2 separate regions of the Mus musculus genome follow, and region 1 is linked to region 2. A link is a contact called in public HiChIP or PLAC-seq data. All regions are on one chromosome and are shown on one strand. Each heading gives the region's core, a stretch centred on a gene start, on an enhancer-like site or on the middle of the called end of the contact. The rest is flanking DNA. Distances are from core to core; before and after follow the strand shown. Region 1 holds the start of 4930552P12Rik (RIKEN cDNA 4930552P12 gene). Region 2 overlaps Vti1a (vesicle transport through interaction with t-SNAREs 1A).

Region 1 (4,918 bases), core at 2,121-4,620, 120 kb after region 2:
GAACAGAGGACTCAGGTGCGGGTCCCAGTCTAACGTCAAGAAGTCTGAGAGCTGCCACGCCCAATCCCAGTCCCAGGAGAAAATGGACAGTGAAGGAGCAGTCGGGCCCTTCCCCCATCCTGTTGGCACCTTCGGCCTCTGTAGATGGGAGAACACGACATTTATTCCTAATCTCTGACTCATGCTAGTCTGCTCTGGAGACCACCTCCTGCTGACACACCCAGAGCTATCCTAGCATCTCTTAGCCCCGTGGTGCTGACAACTGAAATTAGCCCTCACGTAAAGAGATTATGGGTTCCAAAGTTCCCTCACTCTGTAATGCTCTGAAAGCTTGCCTGCAGCCCACAGGGAAGGGGAGGAAGAACTTGGAGAACTTGAACTAAGGGCTAGCCCAAGCCACAGCACTGGTGGTGGCTTCTAGAATCTCTGTTAGGCTTTGTGTGTAGTTTTTTTGTTTGTATGTTTGGTTGGTTGGTTGGTTTTTGTAATTTTATTTTTCTCCCTGAGATATTGTCATACTTGTTTCTGTTTAGGGCATCCTCTTAGAAATATTTTGAGGGCACTGTCGAAAACACTGTATCCATGAAAATATCACACTGTGCCCATAAATATGTATGATAACGAGTCAATTAATTTTTAAAACAGGGTCATCATGGCTCAGGCTGGCCTCAAATGCTATGTGAGGCCAAGATGACCTTGTGCTTCAAGTTTAATTATGTGTATGTGTGCTTGCCTGCATTTGTGTAGGTACACCACGGGAGTGCCTGAGGGCCACGGAGTCCAAAGGAGGCTTCAGACCCTCTGGAAGGGAAGCACGGATGGTTGTGGGCTATCATGTGGGTTCTGGGAATGGAAGCCAGGCCCTCTGCAAAAGCAGTAAGTGCCTTCAGCCACTGAACCAGCTCACCAGCTCACCCCACTTCCACTTGTAATTCTCTGCCTCCACCTCCAAGGTGCACCAGCTGTGATATTGCTTGGTTTCTGTGGTGCAGAGGGTCATATTTAGGGTTCCCTGTGCAGTAGGCAAGTGCTCTGTAAACTGAGTCACATTCTCACCCAAGTGAAAATATGTTGAATTAAACCTTTGTACTTCATGTAGAAGCTCACATAACCTTCCTAAGATCCCAAAAGAGATGGGACTGTCACTGCCGTCCTCCACATACACAGCGATGAGGGTCGATTACGGGAACAGGACATGAGTCTGGAAACTTAGTGGAGGAAGGTAACCGACCATCCCAAGGTCACACAGCATGGCAGGAGATTATGAAAAAGAAACACAACCCCCATCTGTCTGACTGGAAAACAACTGGGATGTCATTGCCCAGAAAAGTCATTGCTGCCCCTCTTCTACCACTGGCTCCTGCAGCGTACCCCATAGTCCCCCTATTCTGAAAGGAGTGCTTGGAGAATGGCCTCAACCTAGGATGCTGAGCCCTTGCCTCTGCTAGGATGTTCCCTCGTTATCAGCATGGGGAATGGGTATACATGAGACTGATGGTATCAATTATACATGATCCTGGGCTAAGCCCTGTGCCCTGGGAGCTGCGTGGAGAGGTGCCTCCAACGAGAGAGCCTCTTAACTCCTTCCCTGCTATTCGGAAACTGCTTACAGCAGTGTTTGCTGCGGTTAGAGTTGATTAGAGTTGTGTTGGATGCCTCTGTCCAGGGAGTTGTTGTGTGTAGGTCTCCCTGGTGGCCTCAACTCCCTGGCCTTTACTCTCAGGCTCCTTAGCGCTGCTCCTGACTTTACACAGGTGTAAATCAGGCCATTAGCACCTTCTGCCTCAGCCGGGGAGGTGTGCCCAAAAGGGGGTTTAAAGGTGACAGGGTTGGGGTGGGGAGGAAACCTGATCATTTTAATGTTTAACCTCGGTGACAATGGGATCGGGAGCCCTCCCCACCCCCACGCAAGCAGCTTCTGTGGAGAGAGTCCATAAAATACCTCAGATAAGAGAGGAACTCAGCGGGAGGAACTGGGTGGCTAAACCACAGATCAGACTCAAGGCAGCTGAGAGAAAGCAACTCTGGAGAGAGGACATAGCCCTTTCCACCAGCCCTGTCCTTCGGCAAGTGCACCCTTCCTTAGTCTGAGAGGAGAAACCCCTAACAGTTAGTTCTGCATTCAGTGTTAAACGACTGGGAGGCGGAAAACTGAAGGGAACATAACTCTGGTTAGGACAGGAGAGAGGAGAGCCATTTCTGGTAAATAATTAACAATACAACATGTTTCCCTTAAAAAAAAAAAGTACCCAGAAGAACTTTCAACTTCTCTAATTTGGAAAGTCAAAAGTTTAACTGGGCGCCAGGAAGCTGTTGGCCAAACCCTGCTTCTTGCCCAGTCATCCTGGCAGCGTGGGAGCTGTGACCACCTCCCTCTTGGTAAGATCTGGAGTGTAGGTGGCAACAGCCGATGACATCTGGCTTCTCTGGGGTGTCCCAGGAAGAGGGTGGGACCCTCAAATCTCATCCTGGGTGTCAAAGATCCCTCTGCTAAGTGTTCCGGAACTAAGTGTGTTCTCAGATTCATGGCAAATCAAGTCACGGAGACAAATTAGGACCTGCAACATTCGTTTTAGAACTCAGTCCACTTGGGGTCTCCATTCTGATTTGTAACCTCGCCCAAGTTGCTTTCCCAGCCCTGGGCAGTTTACTTCATTATTGACCTGAGGCAAACTGCCTTCACAGAGCTGTTGCCTGACAGTGCTTGTTGTGGGGGTGGGGTGGCACGTGATGCCTGCCTGTGCGCCACGTTCTTCTGACCCCCGTTTTTGAAATACAGCCCCGAGTTTGACTGGAGCACATTCCCCATGGAATGACTGACTTACTGTCCGCACTGCCTTCCCTACTACAGTAGTGGAATTGCTCAGTGGCGATCCCAAGGCCTGCAAAGCCTAAAATAAGTAAGTATTGCTCATGACGTTGCGGTCCTCTTAGATCAGTAAAGATACAGCCGCGTGTAGATGAGGTGCTAGTTTGAGCATCTCATCCTGCCCTCGCCCTTGGTCTTTGGAAGGATGCTGCTTGCTTACTGATGTCCTCCGATGCTCACAGCTCCCGTCTCCACCCAGCGTCTAACGTCCAGAGACTTCAGGTCCAGCCTTCCCTTTGCTGTTGACAACACCGCAGCTGAGGAGGATGGAGTTGTTCGCTGTTGTTAAGACAGACTAGGTGGGCCCTGACTTTGGTGGCTACCAAATTTTCTGACAGATGTCAACCTGAGGTTCAGGAAGAAGAAACCAGAGGAACAGGTGGAAGCAAAAGAAGCCCAAAGGCAGACCCATGGCCTTGACTCACCACATAGGTCTTGGAGCCAGCCTATGGATGAGGAAAGAAGGCAGTGAGCCAGGTCTCTTCCCTGGACCGAAGTCAATAAGGCTGTGCAACAGCTTTTCTCTTCCCCAGACTTTAGACAATGAGGTGTGCAGCAGCTTTTGTCTTCCCCAGACTTCAGTCAATAAAGTGTGCAGCAGCGTTTGTCTTCCCCAGACTTCAGTCAATGAGGTGTGCAGCAGCTTTTGTCTTCCCCAGACTTCAGTCAACGAGGTTATACAGGGGACAAAGCATCAGGAAAGACTAAGAGAAACTCAAAGCCTTCTTGGAAGCAGCACTAAGTGTACCGACTCAGTAAAACTTCCCAAAGACAAAGAAAGTGGTTACATTTGGCAAATAGACAGAACCCTTCCCGTTAACTCATGCTGGCTAATAGTGTCCTTTCCTTCACCCAGTTTTTTGCCTTCTTGTTAAGGAGGCAAGAGTTCACTCAACCCACACAGCCACTCTGGAATCAAAGGTGTCCTTTCAAAGTTGTCTCACAAAGAATTGGGGATAAAAGTCTTTGTTCTTGGGTCCAGGTCGCTGGAGTATCCCAGAAGCCCTCCACTCCTGGTGGCCGGCCACCTATCTTCCCTCCCTCCTGCACGTGGCCCCATGTGCTTTCCAACAGCAGGATTCAATGTGCAAAGCAGCTATAGGAACGTGAACGGGAGTCTGGCCAGTCCTGATCACTGGTACCTCCACTTGCCCTCTCTGGTGGCATTCCTGCCTCAGATCCTCTCTTCCTGGCATTTATCCATCAACTTCAAGATCGCAAAGTCCAAACACCAGTCCCATGACACAGTCAGAAGTACCAATCTAGTTTCAGTTCCTGGCACCCACAATGAATGGTCCACAACTGCGTATAAAGTTTCAGAAGATCTGACATCCTGTGCCGACCTCTGAGAGCATCTTCACGGGTGTACACACAAATGAAGATGTGCACACACAGTGTACATGTACATAAAATTTTTTAAAATATTTCTTAAAAAAGAAAGCCGACTCTCTGGACACTATACACTGCTTTTGGTAGCATGGACGGACAGGGAATTATGTAATGGTTTTGAATGCACTGATGCTGGGTTTCCAATGGCCAGGGGCCTATGGAGTTAACCCTTTTCTCAATACTTCATATTGAGAAATGTTCTCTCTCTCTCTCTCTACCATACACACACACACACACACACACACACACACACACACACACACCTATGGATTGAACCCATGACTTTACTCATGGTATGCAAAGACTCCACTTGTACCTTAAATATAAATGGACTTTTTCATAGGATCTATGATATCTGGTAGTCAATGAGACACACTTTATAGAATTTTCTGGCATCTTTGGTATGCTCCATAATTTTTACAAGTGGCAGGGATACTGTGATCAAAAAGCTTGTGAATCCCACTACTACCATAGTCTGACTTCTGGGAACCCCACCCCATCCCACACTCAACCCAGAAGGTAGAGAGTTTCCTATTAGTTCACATTGAGGAAGCTGAAACTCACATTACTCATGGGACTTGTGTTAGTCCACTATTTGGAAGCAGCCAACCTGGGACTAAAAGCTGGTGGGAGGGTCAGCTCTGTGTCCATGTGGACGTT
Region 2 (4,726 bases), core at 1,232-3,731:
CCTATTTTAAATATAATAATAACAGTGCCCACAATCCACTGCCACAAGGAACAGCTGTTACCCACATCACTGTTTTCAAGTCTGTAAAGGGACACAGTTTAGATTTTGTTTTGTCCATTTTTTTTTGTGAGTTCCCCCCCCCCCCCGCAAAGCTGCGGCTCACAGATGGGTATACTGTAAGCAAATGTTAGAAAATGACTGTCCCAGCCAGGAGTGGTGGCCCCCATGCCTGTGACCCAGCTGCTTGGGAGGCAACAGCAGGGTGATGGACGCCCAGACTAGCCTGGGTGACACAGATTTGTCTCAGAACAACAACAACAAAATAGTAAGCAGTTTCCTACTAGGATAAATCTTTACTCTTGCTACAAAACCTATACTATCTGTAATCTAATGTGGGTTTGATAACATATTCTGCAGTTTTTGATAAGAATTTTCCCATCATTTTTCCAGTGGCCATTCACAAATCAATTTGGTGATGAAAATTAGCTATTTTCTCCAAGTCTGGGAGAATAGACCATGCAAAGGCAAGTAGAGCCCACACTCCGGTTTGTGTTCCACCCACACGGTAGAGGTAGCAAGAAGAAGAATAAGCTTGTTCTCCGTGAATATATTTATATGAGAAGAATTTTTTATTTCTTTCTCTCCACAGATGGGAAAGCCTCAATTTCAGGCTATATCCATGACTTTGTAGGGCTTTAAAAAGAAAGAAAACTCTCCCAGGACGAAACCCTTGAAGTCAGAGCAAAGCAAACCATCAGAGAGCTTCCAGGCATCATTCCAGGGTCAAGTGTGAAACCATGAGAAGTCTAACAGCACAGGTAGTGTCTGGGAGGCAGGAGAGCCTAGCACACATGTCTCCACACCACAGGGCATGGCCCTGACTCGACAGCACCATGTCAGCAGGGTTACTTAAAACAGTCGGGTTGGCTTTCTGTTTGGGCCTTCTAGCTTCTGCATAAACAAGGACTCACTGGAAAGACGTTGAGCCCAGAAGAACAGACATTCCTTGGGAGGAACAAAGAAGCAGAGAGGGACGGTTGGCCTCTCGGGAAGTCATGAAATCTCCTATGTAAAGCATAGTAATATTTTTGTTATTACTTGATTTAACACTCCAGGAATTTAGCCCACGCCAGCTGTGAGTCTCAGGGCCCCCTGCTCATTAAAACTCTCCTCTTTCCATCCGGCCCCTTTCTACTGTTACTGTCGCCTGCCTATTGTCCCTCAATTGTCTGTGTAATTCTAGAACGTGCCTGTTCAGTTCCTCCACAGTGGTTCTTTTTATTCCTCCCCTTTAGATATGGTCTTAGTATGTGATAGCCTTCGCATGCTATGTAGACCAGGCTGGGTTTGACCTTATGGCAATCCTCCTGCCTCTGCCTCCTGAGTGCTGGGTCATAGGCATAAGCCACTATGCCTAGTTTCAGAAAGGCTTTTATTGTAATAGCATATTGTCTACGAAAGGAAAAACTCATTTTGGAAATGTGGAGAATGCCAAAAAGTATATTGGAAACAAAGTGTGACAGAAGTAAGCCGCACATTGCACTGCTGTTCAAGTGTCACTGACACCAAGCAGCTGGCATTTCCCACGTATCCAGTCACCCCGGACACCGGAGGCAGCGAGGAAGTGTCTACAGTCTACACCACTCCCTTCGACTCCCACTGCCACATCTCTGTCCCAGTCACCCGGCATTCACCTTGGCTCTGTTCATTCAGGAGCCGCCAGCATGTGCAGTGGGGCCTGGCCACACAAGATTGGCGCAGTGGGTTAGCGTCCGTGGCTTTAGGAAAGAGGAAGTCCGTCAGTTTTCCCAAGTAGAGACTATACAATACATTTCTCAACACGACCTTTCACTAGAAATGCTTAAAAAACAATGTGTTCGTAGGATCGGGGGGGCTAGGGCTCCCAAGAAGTTTCCCAGAATGTGTTAGAAGATGAGCCAGCTTGTCTTGAGGAGAGGTCACTGTCCGCCAAGGCCATGGCCATGCTGACTCAGGTCTGTGGGGAGGAGGTTAGAGATGCCCAGAAGTCTTTAGAGCCGGTCCTTCCAGCCCACAGGCCTGCACATGGAGCGAACGTCCCTGCACGGAGCAGCGCCCATAACTGAATTACAGAACGGCCATCCGTTACTCCAAACCGTTTTCTGTCGTTTAATTAGAAAATTCATCTTATTTTGCCTCCAGGCCCTGAAGCCTTATTGCATTTGCACATATTTCAAAATGTTTCAAGTACTGACCAGATAACATTAATGACTATATTAGATAGGCAAACGCTTTTAAACAAAAAATAATAAACATCCTTGTATGTGTGTGTTTAAAAAAAAAAAATTCTAATTCCGTCTGGAGCCAAACAGGTAATTTCCCTTCAGCCCTTTTTCAGTCAGCTAAGACAGGTTGGGCTGGGAGAGCAGTCGGCCTGTCTGCAGACCAGCTTGCCTTGCATACCAGGCCCCGAGTTTCTTCAGAGGCAGACAGCGGGATGATCTGATTGGCTGGCGTCCAGAGCATGCTCACAAGGGCCTCTTTGATGAAAGGGTTCTTGGTTAAGGACTGTACCAAAAGCAGCCTGCCACCCTCCTTTCAAAGATACTCATTTAGAGCAATTCCCAGAAAGGGAAAGAACAGCTAGAAAAGGAGAAAGGGAGGGGAGGGGAGGGGAGGGAGAAATAGCTGAGCTACGGGGGTTACCACAATAATTACACTCCCTGGCCCAGAGAGGGGGAGTTATTACAGGTAAACTGCTGGATGTTGAAGGAGCTGGCTGGCAGCTCGGGCAAGAACATAAGGAATGTGCAATTAAGCTCATTAAAACATCATCATTATGCTTATCAATCTTTCTCCAAAAGAGGTGGGGTGGGGCATTGTGTCACAGCAGGACGGCCCCTGCAGATAAGGATCCAAGGTAACTAAGTTGCTTCTCTCAGCAAACAAAATGAGCCACTGAGTTCCACACAGCGTTTACAGCTAAGCAGGCTGGTTCTGATACAGAGAGACTCCCAGGAGCTCTAGGGAGCAGCGTCGGGAGCCGAGCTCCACTCTGTGGGCACGCTTCCTTTTGATGGGATCCTCATGAGAAAAGTAGGCCTTTCCAGAACACTTCCGATGACTCAACACTGGTGTCCAAGGAAATCCGAAATCCTGCATATGCCATGAGTCCACCCTGCTCCGTGGCACTAGCTTAGCTCAGGGGGTGGAACCTAGATGTTCATTAATTCTCGGTTGAGCAAATGGTGTGTGTGTGTGTGTGTGTGTGTGTGTGTGTAAATGGACCTGTGAAGGCCAGTCAATATGGGGTGTCTTCCTCTGTGTCTCTCCACCTTGTTTTTGGAGACAGGTTCTGTCACTGAACCTGGAGTCACAAATTCAGCAAGACCTAGCTGACCCACATACCCAAGGATGCCCCTGCCTCTGACTACACAGAACTGGGGTTGCTGTGCCTCCATGCCTCCTCTTTATCTGGGGCTTGAGAATTCACACTCAGGTCCTCGGGCTTGCACAGCAAGCCCTTCAAAGCCTGAGCCACCCTCCTAGCCCCACCAATGTTATACTAGGAGATATCCCAAGTGTATGTGTGAGTCCGAGGGTGGTCCTGAGAGCATGGCCTCCACTGAAACCATCTAGCAAGGAGGCACTGGCCAGCCCAGCCTTCACTGATGCAGATTGCCCCCTTGCTGAGTACGCTCCAGGGAGGTCAAGGTCCATCAGGAGCATGGGAAGAAGAGAGTTCAGCATAATGTGCCCATTTCCCAGCCTGCTCCCGAGGGAAGGCATTGTCTCCCTGTGCCTTTCACACTCACTCTGGCTTTCTGCCTGGAACTTTCCTCCCCGACCCTTGGGAAATTTTTTTTTTAATATGAAAATTGTGTTTCTTGCTGAAAATTAGTCACATGCAAAAGAATAGAAGAAAGAAAAGGCCGGGCGGTGGTGGCACATGCCTTTAATCTCAGCACTTGGGAGGCAGAGGCAGGGGGGATTTCTGAGTTCGAGGCCAGCCTGGTCTACAAAGTGAGTTCCAGGACAGCCAGGGCTACACAGAGAAACCCTGTCCCCCCCTCCCAAAAAAAAAAAAACAAGAAGGAAAAGAAGGAAGAGGAAGAGGAGGAGGAGGAGAAGGAGAGGAAGAAGAAGAAGAAGAAGAAGGAGGAGGAGGAGGAGGAGGAGGAGGAGGAGGAGAAGAAGGAGAAGAAGAAGAAGAAAAGGAGGAGGAGGAAGAGGAAGAGGAGGAAAAAAGAAAGAAGAGAGAAGCCATGTGATCTGGTCCATTCCCATATTAAAATATGTTATTCTAACCTTTTAGGGTTTTGGGGGGGTGTTAATTTATTTTTCAAAACTACATAAATAGAATTCTTGTTCATCTGTTCCCCTATGATGTGGCCACTTTCCCTACCATTCAGTATGCTTCAAACCATTGTTTGGAATGTCTGCACAGGGTAACCTGTCTTCATCCTCTGGCACTGAGAGTGGATGCCTAGGGCACCGTCACACCTGCTTAGGCATTGGCCATGCCACTGAGCCGCCAGGGTGTGGTTTAATCGTTTACTACTGGGCACCTTGTCTGCTTACAGTCTTCATCGGTAAAAAGTAACATGGCCCTGAGCATCTGTAGGTACAAGAGTGGCCACTTAGCTTACATCGCTCAGCTCCTCGCAGCTAGCATGTCTACAGTATCCACCTGTAAAACAAAAGAAAAACTGCCTGGTTCACAGCAGAACAGAACCGACTAGCCGTG

The links. HiChIP or PLAC-seq counts read pairs in DNA pulled down with a chosen protein or histone mark.
Region 1: an H3K27ac HiChIP or PLAC-seq map of extraembryonic endoderm stem cells shows a contact between it and region 2. The contact joins the promoter of 4930552P12Rik here to the enhancer-like site in region 2. A contact is called at or near these places in 1 of 39 promoter capture datasets (neural stem cells), 4 of 484 Hi-C or Micro-C datasets (conventional type 1 dendritic cells, cranial neural crest, extraembryonic endoderm stem cells and 1 more), 7 of 115 datasets of contacts at active chromatin or transcription factors (differentiating embryonic stem cells, embryonic stem cells, extraembryonic endoderm stem cells and 3 more) and 1 of 9 other capture datasets (liver).

Annotation. Positions count from the first base shown.
Region 1 is chr19:55,698,834-55,703,751 of GRCm38.p6, forward strand. It overlaps 4930552P12Rik (RIKEN cDNA 4930552P12 gene), which reads right to left and starts at 3,371. Exons shown (of 4, transcript NR_045318.1): 1 at 3,295-3,371. It overlaps Gm41871 (a long non-coding RNA gene), which reads left to right and starts at 2,310. Exons shown (of 3, transcript XR_877940.2): 1 at 2,310-2,379; 2 at 2,780-2,900; 3 at 3,052-3,794.
Region 2 is chr19:55,575,825-55,580,550 of GRCm38.p6, forward strand. All of the region lies in intron 7 of Vti1a (vesicle transport through interaction with t-SNAREs 1A), which reads left to right. Among named protein-coding and RNA genes, the nearest start is that of Gm41871, 120 kb to the right of the region's middle. Within about 2 kb of position 2,482, at least 77 of the 459 cell types and tissues checked have an H3K27ac peak or open chromatin away from gene starts, as enhancers often do. A contact at or near this core is called in embryonic stem cells, extraembryonic endoderm stem cells and neural stem cells, where this site is marked.